2 separate regions of the Mus musculus genome follow, and region 1 is linked to region 2. The links are chromatin contacts, called in public ChIA-PET maps. All regions are on one chromosome and are shown on one strand. The core of a region is the stretch at or near the end of the contact, and the rest is flanking DNA. Distances in the headings are between cores, read along the strand shown.

Region 1 (5,293 bases), core at 448-2,947, 210 kb after region 2:
CGATTTATCTTTAAAAAACAAAAGAAAACAATGAGCTAGTCCCCACAACTACCCTAATGTTTCTGTCTTGGCAATTTCTACTTCAGCATTCCTATTTTCTGTAGGATTTTTTTTTTTTTTTAAGGTTTATTTATATGATCACACTGTAGCCCTCTTCAGACACACCAGAAGAGAGCATCAGATCCCATTACAGATGGTTGTGAGCCACCATGTGGTTGCTGGGTGTTGAACTCAGGACCTCTGGAAGAACAGTCAGTGTTCTTAACCATTGGGCCATCTCACCAGCCCTATTTTCTGGAGTTTTAAAAAGTTACTTAGGAGCTCTGTGTGTGTGTGTGTGTGTGTGTGTGTGTGGCAGTACACACCTTTAACTCCAGCACTTAGGGGCAAAGGCAAGCATATCCCAGTCAGGGCTTAAATACTAAGATCCCAATTCAAAAAGGAAAGTCATTTACCTTCTGTCAGCATGCACTTGAATATCCACCCACCTTCCTTTCCTGTTCCTCTCACTGCCTAAGAAACAACAAGCTCTCCATATGTTTGTCGAGTGAATACAGATGGAACTAACTTACCTGTCTCGCTGTAAGCAGCCGCTCATTGATCTCCTTCTTGAGGTCTCCGTTGTCATCCAGCTCTCCCTTCTCCAGGGCGTCTAACCATCTCTGTTCCTCCTCTTCCTCCTGGCCCTCCAGATCCCCTGGCAGGTCCCGAAGTGGGGAGGGGGACAGATTACTGTCTTCATCTGGGTGGGAAAGTTGAAGGAAAGTGCAAACATTAATTTATCGAAGTTGGTCCTAGTACACTGAAAATTCTCAGACCCCACCCTCTTCCTTTTGCTGGTTAGAAATGAGCAACCCAGCTTTGCCACCTCTACGGTCTTCTCACCCAGCCAGGCGCGGTACTGCTCCAGAGGTACGCCTTCCATAGGTTCCTCTTCATTATCCACCACCATCAGGGGAGACGGTGAGCGAGGCCCCTCAGGAATCACAGTGAAAGTGGGGACACTGCAGAGTAGAAACACTACTCTAAAGTGAACAAGCGGCTGGCTCTCTCCTACTTTGGAGCTACAAACAGCTTTTCCGACCTGCTGGGATTCTTGCTGCCTTAACTTGGACCCAGCCCACCTGCTACTGAATTTTCCCGAGTTAAATACTTGATCTCACCTCTTGGTGCCCAGGACCTGTCCACCCAGCTTGATTTTAAGTTTAAGTTGGGGCTTGGCAGGAGTCTGCAGCGTCGGTCCGGCCTCCTCTTCCTGATGATGCTTTTTCTTGTGTTTCTTTTTATGTTTCTTGTGTTTTTTCTTGTGTACTCCGTGGCCGTGGGCACCTGCCAGGCTCAGCTCCAGCGTTTCCCCTGCGGAAGGAGAGCCTGTCTGAGGGGATCGGCCAAAAAGTGGCAGGGGGAAGATCTGACTAACCTAACAATTCAACTGAGTCCCACTCTTCCCACGTTATTAGCTGTTACCATAACAACAGCCCCGCCTCGCTCCTTCCCACCTGTGGCGGGCAGACCCGGCTCCACCGGCTCCACGGAGTTACAGCGACTCCTTTTTCAAGATCACTCGAGTTAGATCCACCCGCGCTTACCTGGCTCGGGGGCCTCCATAGCCCCAGATGTGCTCCCGCGCCGCCACAGCTTGCTCATGGGGTCCTGCAAAGGGAGAGGACTGGAAACTGTCGGGACACAAGCCGACATGCCTTTTCCGCCCCGCGGAAGAACGGAATCCAGCAAAATAACCGGCTACTTCCGGCGCCTGGCAACCATGTTTGTGCGTGGTACGCCTTACAGCCAAAAATATTCCGATAAGAAACAGGGTCCCTTCCAAACAAAAGTTCCGGCATTGCTAGGCACCTTACTGGCGCACCAGACTTAAAAAGGATTACGAGTTCGAGGCCAGGCTTAATGCCATCTTGTTCTCAAAACGAAAGTTCAAAGCCTCTAGGAGGCTGGAAAAGCCACCAAAAAAGGTAAGGTTTTCCCCTAACTTGGGTTCCCTGTATTAGATTCCTGACCTGTTCTGTCTCCCTTTCTCTGTGTTGCTGTCTCTTGTCTCTTCTCTTTGTCTATCTGCCTGTCTGTATGTATGTCTGTCTGTTTGTGTCTTCCCCCTTCCCTCTCATCGCTCTCTCTTCCCCTCCCCTCCTCCTCTCTTTTTCCTCTCTTCTCCCCTCTCCTCTCCTCTCCTTCCCCCCACCCCCATCTCCCCATTCTCATTGGTTGGCAATGAGGGGCAACGTCGTTGCGGTGCATCTTTATTTGTAAACACTAAGCTTCTCAACTAAGAAAAGTTGTGAAATAATAAGATTGACAGAGAATTTAGATTCCAGAGAACAGTTACATTGTAAAGAATACAAGAATCCCTCTAATGAGGGATCTAAATGAATTTACTACATCCCTGTACTGCGAAGTTAGGAAGCTAGTTAACTTGAACAAAACCAAACATAGCAAGGTAGGAAACTGGTGAGAGAAATTGCTGATGTGTGGTTGGGAAATGAGGGAGGTGGGAGACCTTTGTTTTGTTTTTGTTGTTTGAGAAGGGGTCTCACTATGTACCCCAGGTTGGCTTGGTACTCCGTATGTACCCAGACTGGTGTCAAATCCATGAACTTTCTACTTCAGCTTTCCTAGGGCTGAGATTACAGGCATTAATAACCAAACTTTGCTGCCATTTTTCACATATCCTTTTCCCCCTTTAAATTTTGTTTAAAATTTGTGAATGTTTTCCTTTATCTTCTAGTTAATTTATACATATTTTTTAAAAGCACAGAATTGAATATGCCAATAAATAAGAGAAAAACTCTAAAACCTGTGATTCAGGGCTGGAGAGATGGCTCGGTAGTTAAGAATGCACACAACTCTTGCAGAGGACCCAAGTTCACTTTCCATCTCCCACATCAGGCAGCTCACTGCTGCCTGTAACTCCATCTCTAAAGAAATCTGATAGCTCTGGTCTGTGCCAACACCTGCACTCAAGTGTACATAGGCAGACACAGACACACACCTGCACATAATGTTTTAAAATGATCTGAATGGGACTAGAGAGATGGCTCATCAGCTAAGAGCACTTGCTGCCCTTTCAGGGGACCCTGGTTTGGGTCTCAGTGCTGACATAGCTTCTCCCAATCATCAGTAACTCCAGTTTCAGATCTGGATGCTTCTTCTGGCCTCCTCAGGTCCTCTGCAAGGCCAGCAAATCTTGTTAACAGCTGAGCCACCTCTCCAGCCCCTTGATTCTCTTGATTTTATTTATTTATTTATTTATTTATTTATTTATTTATTTATTTATTTATTCATCCATTCATTTTTGAAACAGGGCTTCTGGGCTGGTGAGATGGCTCAGTGGGTAAGAGCACCCGACTGCTCTTCCAAAGGTCCAGAGTTCAAATCCCAGCAACCACATGGTGGCTCACAACCATCCGTAACGAGATCTGACTCCCTCTTCTGGAGTGTCTGAAGACAGCTACAATGTACTTACATATAATAAATAAATAAATCTTTAAAAAAAAAAAAAAAAAACAGGGCTTCTCTGTGTGGCCCTGGCTGTTTATTTGTTTATGTTTGTTTGTTTATGCTTATTTACCTGTTTGGCAGGGTTTCTCTGTGTAACCTTGGCTGTTTTTGGTTGGCTGTCTTTGGAGCTCACTTTTTAAACCAGGCTGGCTTTGAACTCAGAGATCTGCCTGCCTCTACCTCCCAAGTGCTGAGACTAAAGGTGTGTGCCACCACACCCAGCTTTCTTGATTCTTTTTTTTTTTTTTTTAAGATTTATTTATTTATTATATGTAAGTACACTGTAGCTATCTTCAGACACACCAGAAGAGGGCGTCAGATCTCATTACGGATGGTTGTGAGCCACCATGTGGTTGCTGGGATTTGAACTCCGGACCTTTGGAAGAGCAGTCGGGTGCTCTTACCCACTGAGCCATCTCACCAGCCCTCTTGATTCTTTTCATTTAAGATTTATTTACCACTGGGCAGTGATGGAGCGCGCCTTTAATCCCAGCACTCGGGAGGCAGAGGCAGGCAGATTTCTGAGTTCGAAGCCAGCCTGGTCTACAGAGTGAGATCCAGGACAGCCAGAGCTATAAAGAGAAACCCTGTCTCGAAAACAAACAAACAAACAAAAAGATTTATTTACTTAAAATGTGTACAGCATTCAACCTGCATGTATGCCTGCAGGCCAGAAGAGGGCACTAGACCTCATAGGTAGTTATGAACCACCATGTGCTTGCTGGGACTTGAACCCAGGACTTCTGGAAGAGCAGGCAGTGCTATTAACCTCGGAACCATCTCTTCAGTCCCCTTGATTCTGTTTTTAAAAGTATCGTGTACTAGTATCTGCTTAGAAAAAAATGAGGAATATGCAATGTGCTACTAGTGACTGTCTTAGAGTTAAGGATCTTTTCCTGTCTAGATTTGAACTCACTCTGTAGACCGGTCCAGCCTCAAACTCAGAGATTCACTGGCCTCTGCCTCCAGAGTGCTTGGATTAAAGGCTTGCCCCGCCACACCTGGCCTTTTTTATTTATATTTTTAAGGCAGGATCTAATATATTCCAGGCTGGCCTGAACCTTGCAGTATAGCTGAAGATGACCTTGAATTCCTGACTCTCCTGCGTCTACTTCCCCAGTGTGACAATCACAGATATGCCCCATTATACCCGGTCCCATGGAGTGCTGGGCATGGAGCCTGGGCTTCATGTATGCTAGACAAGCACTCTACCCGCAGACATCAACCATTTGTAATTCTTTTTTAAGTCTACTGGGTACACCAGGCACGGTGGGCTGGGTCTAGCAAGAGTAGCACCCAACACCTGCATTTTGGAAAACTAACTTAGGGAGGCCTTTCTAGAACATAGTGGGGTGTTTAGCTACGTGGCTGTTCCGCGGGTTCTGTTGTTTCTGTTCTATAAATAAGGAAACTGAGGCTCAGAGAGACAAACACACAGGCAGGGAGTAACAGTGTAAGCATCAGACAGAGGCTTCCTAACGCTCGTCTGGGCTGTTTCCTCTGTATCCTGGCGTCCAGCAGCGAGGAAGTGAATGACAACCAGCTTCTTTCTGGTCTTAGGCTCTTTTCTTTTCTTTTTTGTAACTTTGCTTTGTTTAGTGTGGAAATATACAGACTAAGAGGAATTTTACCTTCTGAAGGCATTCTCAAGGCTTGTTTTAAAATTTCATGAAAAAAAAATAAATTTATAGTGTTTGACTAGAAATGGCCCCCAAAGACTCATACATTTGAATGCTCAATTACTAGGGAGTGGAACTCTTTGAAAGGATTAGAAGAAGAA
Region 2 (5,374 bases), core at 2,216-4,715:
ACTTAAAATAAAGCCTAAATAGCCAGAAGAAGCCAGGCTTTCCACCAATAATGAGCTTAATTGGCATATGGTAGGAAAAGCCTTATCGTGTCCACAATGAGTGCCCACCTTGAGTGAGAGGGAAGAAAAAAATAAAAATAAATAAAAAATAAAAAGTAATATATATGTAAAAAAAAAAAAAACTTAAGTAAGAACAACAGTTCTAAATTAGAAGGAAGGGTTGGAATTTCTCCTGGGTGTCATAAGAAGCCATTAGAAAACTTTAACTTGAAAGGAACATATTTAGCATTAATTTTTGAAAGATCACTGTCTACATCTAAATACCTTTAGTAAACTACAACTGGTGTTTTGTTTGTTTGTTCTGTTTTTGTCTTTTTTATCCAACTTCCTTATGTCCATTCTTCTGATAATGTAATCTTTCCCTCCCTGGACACGTATGTGACTTAGGCTTGGCCAATCACAGTATCCCATTTCCTTGGACACACTCATTGGTGCAATGGAGTCATGTGATATGAGCAGAGCTGTCCTTGTGATTCTTGGTTTACGCTGAAAAAGTAGTTTTGGCTTCTAAGATCTGTGGCTGAAAGGATGTGGAAGCAGCCATATTTCTTTTTCTCTTTAACATTCATTTATTTTGTGTATGTGTGCATGTATGTGCATGCACATGTGTGCCAAAGCACACATGTAGAGGTCAGAGGACAACTTGAGTCAGTTCTCCTGCCACGTGGGTTCTGGAGATCAAAGCCAGCAGCACGTGCCTTTGCTCATGAAGTCATCTCAGCAGCAGCCACCTTTTCTGCTTCTTTGAGTGGGGCCATTTACAGCAAGAAAGAAAGAAATCAGGCAAGACAAGCAAAGATGACAGACAGGCAGACAGACAGACTCCCTCTAACCCTGAATCCTAATTCCAGGGGCTGGGACCTTGACTCCTAAAGTCCTTTGTGCAGTCCTGAGGGTATCTTATTCCTGACTTCTCTACTAAGTGAGCCATGAATTTCTCCATTTACTGAACTGTTAGCCTTCTTAAAGGCATGCCAGTGTATACCTGTAATCCCAAGACTTTGGGGAACTGAGGCAGGAGAATCACAAATTCTGGGCTAGTCTGGGCTACATAGTAAGTTCAAGACCAGTCTGAACTATGTAGTAAGACCCTGTCTTGAAAAAAAAAATCCTTACTTCAGAATCTCCTTCTTAGCTGGAGTGTGTGTATGTGTGCATGTGTTTTCAATCTCTTTTTTCCTGGAGTAAAATCCACGTCCATCTTGGAAGTGGAATAGCACAAAGACTTAGTACATGTGTCCCTTCCATAGAGAAGCAAAGATGACATCAGTGGCTCCTGGTTTAGCAGAAGGAAACTCTGGCTATCAACATCACTCAACATGTATAAGACTAGAGGGCTGGAAAGATGACTCAGCAACTAAGGCACCTGCTACTCTTTCAGAAGGTCTGAGTTCAGTTTCCAAAACACACATCAAGCAACTCACAACTGCCTCTAACTTTAGCTTCGGGGATCCATTGCCCTCTTTTGGCCTCTTGAGGTAGCGGCACTCACGTATACATACGTTAACATACACATATACACATAATTTTTTAAAAAAATAAATCGCAGATTTGAGTAAAGCCTAAATATGGGTGGTTAAGACCCATCCTGAGATGATCGAAGATCAGATGTTGGTGAAGGCTTGTCCACCTTCCACTGCATGGGGTGCACAGTGAGTGCCTGCCATGGTGATCACGTGGTTCGGCTATGATAAAGCAACAGCTACAATAACCACGCCCGCTGCTCTGGGTAATGCTTTATTGTTCATACGTTTCCTCGTTTGATCCTTGCAGCAACCCTGAGGTAGGTATATCCCCACTTTACAGATGAATAACCAATGTCCCTAGGTTAGACTACGTGCCAAAGATCCTACTCAAAGCCACTGGTAACTCCAAACCCAAGGGGACTCTTGAGTAATTCACAGGCTGCTGTCAAGGAAAGTAGAACAGAAACTTCAACTGGAAAGGGCTGCATCCTCACCGGGGTTCGAGGTCCCTCACCAGGGATGGACGAGGCACATTCACAGGCCAAGAGCAGGACGGAGCAGATGCAGCGCACACAGGAATAACGAAGCAAGAAAGGAGGCGATGGTGTCTTCAAGCACGTGCAGAGCCTAGCTTCACTAGCTTCCGAGGAGGACTGGAGAGAGGTGGGATCTCCAGCAGCAGTGTGTCCAGGGACTGGCCTCAGGCAGCAGGCCAGGGAGGAACTGCCTCACAGCAACACCTCCTCCATTTATGTGGCCCAAGTGTGGTGACTATGGACCATGGTCCTTTAACCTCATTAAGGCCTTGAGAATCTGATGAAAGCCATCACACACACACACACACACACACACACACACACACACACACGCACGCACGCACACATGCCACACATGGACAGACATTTCTTTGCATACAATTTCAGGGAGTCCTGCTAGGGGACTCCTGCTTTAGGGCAAGGGTGAAAGTCACTGAGGCAAATCTTCTTGAACCTGCTTGTAATTTCCTACACACTTTTCTGGGTTCCTTTTGTCATCCCTCAATAGCTAGAATGTTGTGAAGTTCATTTTAAATGGAAGCCAAGGAAAGAGGGCTCAGCCTCCACTCCAGCCAGGGAAAAAGCAGCGGTGGCACGGCAGTGGTGGCAGCCAGAGGAGAAAGATGAGGAGAAGGACGGGGCCACGTGTCCTGCTGCCCTTCCCACCAGAAGGTCACTTTGGGAACTTTGCTCAAAGTTGAAGAAGCGCTGTGGGGTGATGGGGTCGTGTGGTTTCCCTCACTGGCTACCGAGGGTAAAGTTGTCCCCCGTTCCAACCTTCCTCTCCGACCCCCCAAAAGCACCTAGGCACCGGCCCTGTCATCCACACACACCTGGACAGGTCTTCGAGGCACACCAGTGTATAGACACACACTCTTCAAGGGACAAAGGGAAACTGAGTTGGGAGAGATCTCAAGGCAGTCCGGGGATCATGCGCTCCCCAGAGTCAGCAAACTGGAAAATCATCATACAGGCACCACACGGATGCAGGGCACACGCGCTCCAACCACCCCGCAGTGCTCCCTCTTTCCGGGGGCCCACCATAAGCAAATCAGAGCCTGTGTCCTTGCTCCACCCCACAAGCTGATGATGGGCCCAAGACAAGAGGCCATAGCAGAGGGCTACAGGGTTGATCTCTCATGAGAATCAGGAATCAGGCAAAGGTCTGGCCCTCAGCTCATCCAGGTCCAGAGGACAGACACTGACGTGTGATCACACAGACTCCAAGAGAATGGAGCAGCCATGATCGTCTCCCAGGTTCAGTGACCCTGGTCTTCGTAGCCGCTAGTTCCAGAGATTGCTCATGGCTGGCAGTCATTTTCCTGGCTTTAGATAGACGTCTCATCGCACGTGGCCAGAGGAGCCCCAGTGAGCCGGATGTGGGCTGGGCTCGGGCAAGAATCCAGCAGGAAGGGTGGAGGGAAGCCACCAAAACCACTGCCCCGCTTACCCAGGGCCAGGGGCAGCCGTTCATCTTCAGGTGAAGGAGAGGGAGGGTCTTGGCTATAGCTTGTGGTCCCAGAAGGTGGAGCCCCCAGATCTAAGCCCACCTTGTCTCTAGCTAGAAGCTCCCTCTGTCGCCGCCGCTGCTGACGGCGACCAATCAGGAGGAGAGTGAGAGATGCTGCTAGAACACCCAGGAAAAAGCCAACCAGCCCAGCCCCCACAACGGTGTGGGCCCGGTTTGCGGGCCCCCTCTGGCTGCCCCACACCAAGCTATAAGCAGCCACCACACGGGCGGCTCCACCCTCCTGACACTCGCAAGCATAAGCCCCCATGGCCCCTGGGGTCACCACCACCTCTAGCCCATCCCTTCGTGGGGTGAGCGAAGTCACTCCACTGGGCTGGTGCCACACACAGGATGCCCAGGCAGAACTGGGGGAGCACGGCAGGACCACGTGGCCCACCGTAGCCACTGGAACTTCAAACACTACCGGATGTTCTGTGGAGAGAAGGCAAAGACACAAAAGACATGAAGCTATAGGCAGGAAGTAGGATGGGGGCATATGGAGAGATGTCATATATAAGATATGTAGGGACATTGCCAAAAGGGATTCCCAAAAATGGAAAGGCCCTGGGTCCTGGGTCCTGGGTCCTGGACTGCCATGTCTTCATGGGATCAAGTCTTTTGAATGAGACAAAAAAGATCAACTCTCTAGCCCCTTTCTATACATTCCACCCGCATTTCTCTGAGCCATACAAACCTCCAGGTTCTTTTGGACACAAAGAAGAGACATCTGCTGACTCTATGTCTTGAACCATCCTACAGAGAAGAGAATATCTGGTAAACCTAGTGTTCCAATGTGCTTGCACCTTCCTCAGACCCTCACAGTACCATGGTACTCAGCCCCACGGTACTCCCACTACCACAGTACTTGGTTACCACAGTACTCAGTTATCACAGTACTTGGTTGCCACAGTATTCAGTTAACAAAGTACTCAGTTAACACAGTACTAAGTTATCACAGTACTCAGTTATCATAGTACTTGGTTACCACAGTACTCAGTTATCACAGTACTTGGTTGCCACAGTATTCAGTTAACAAAGTACTCAGTTAACACAGTACTAAGTTATCACAGTACTCAGTTATCATAGTATTTGGTTATTACAGTACTTGGTTACCACAGTACTCAGTTATCATAGTACTTGGTTGTCACAGTATTCAGTTAACAAAGTACTCAGTTAACACAGTACTCAGTTATCATAGTATTTGGTTATCACAGTACTTGGTTACCACAGTACTTAGTTATCACAGTACTTGGTTGTCACAGTATTCAGTTAACAAAGTACTCAGTTAACACAGTACTAAGTTATCACAGTACTCAGTTATCATAGTATTTGGTTACCACAGTACTCAGTTAACACAGTACTTAGTTATCACAGTACTCGGTTATCACAGTCCTGACTCCAGAACCCATCATGTTAGAAATCACTCCTGGAGTTAGTCAGCATTCACCCCTCCACCAAATCTTTCCTTAATGTACCTCAAGGCTTTTCCCTGTCAAGTATCCACATATTCCTAGCTGACAATCTGTTGGAAACGTGCTTGGTGGGTATCCCCTAAGAGGCAGGGAAATCTGAGAAGTGAAACTGCTGTCCATGGCTACAGGGTGCCCTCTCCTTTACACCTGAAGGCTTGGGGGAGGGGCTGTGAGTCGTGGTAAACAAGATTGCCATGCAAGCATGAGGCCCTGCCGTAAACCTGCAGCACCCAGGTAAAAGGCTGGGTGTGAGGCCAGGCTGGTGGCCTGCCATGGGCTTCAAAACGGAAAATCCTAGTGTTACAATGAAAAAGAATTTTGCAAGCACCT

Evidence for each region. ChIA-PET counts read pairs in DNA pulled down with a chosen protein or histone mark.
Region 1: a contact with region 2 is called in an RNA polymerase II ChIA-PET map of effector CD8 T cells, with 40 read pairs. The contact joins the promoter of Ino80b here to the enhancer-like site in region 2. A contact is called at or near these places in 2 of 39 promoter capture datasets (the HPC-7 cell line and cranial neural crest), 2 of 484 Hi-C or Micro-C datasets (CD4 T cells and CD8 T cells), 6 of 115 datasets of contacts at active chromatin or transcription factors (the SCID.adh cell line, bone marrow-derived macrophages, effector CD8 T cells and 3 more) and 3 of 9 other capture datasets (adipose tissue, liver and pancreatic islet).

The regions. Positions count from the first base shown.
Region 1 is chr6:83,123,422-83,128,714 of GRCm38.p6, forward strand. Ino80b (INO80 complex subunit B) reads right to left here and starts at 1,698. Exons shown (of 5, transcript NM_023547.2): 1 at 1,590-1,698; 2 at 1,164-1,356; 3 at 886-1,004; 4 at 573-742. The coding sequence starts at 1,647.
Region 2 is chr6:82,910,101-82,915,474 of GRCm38.p6, forward strand. It overlaps Sema4f (sema domain, immunoglobulin domain (Ig), TM domain, and short cytoplasmic domain), which reads right to left. Exons shown (of 14, transcript NM_011350.4): 13 at 4,267-4,325; 14 at 1,785-4,004. The coding sequence ends at 3,391. Among named protein-coding and RNA genes, the nearest start is that of Sema4f, 27 kb to the right of the region's middle. Within about 2 kb of position 3,466, at least 81 of the 459 cell types and tissues checked have an H3K27ac peak or open chromatin away from gene starts, as enhancers often do. A contact at or near this core is called in CD8 T cells, the HPC-7 cell line, the SCID.adh cell line and 2 more, where this site is marked.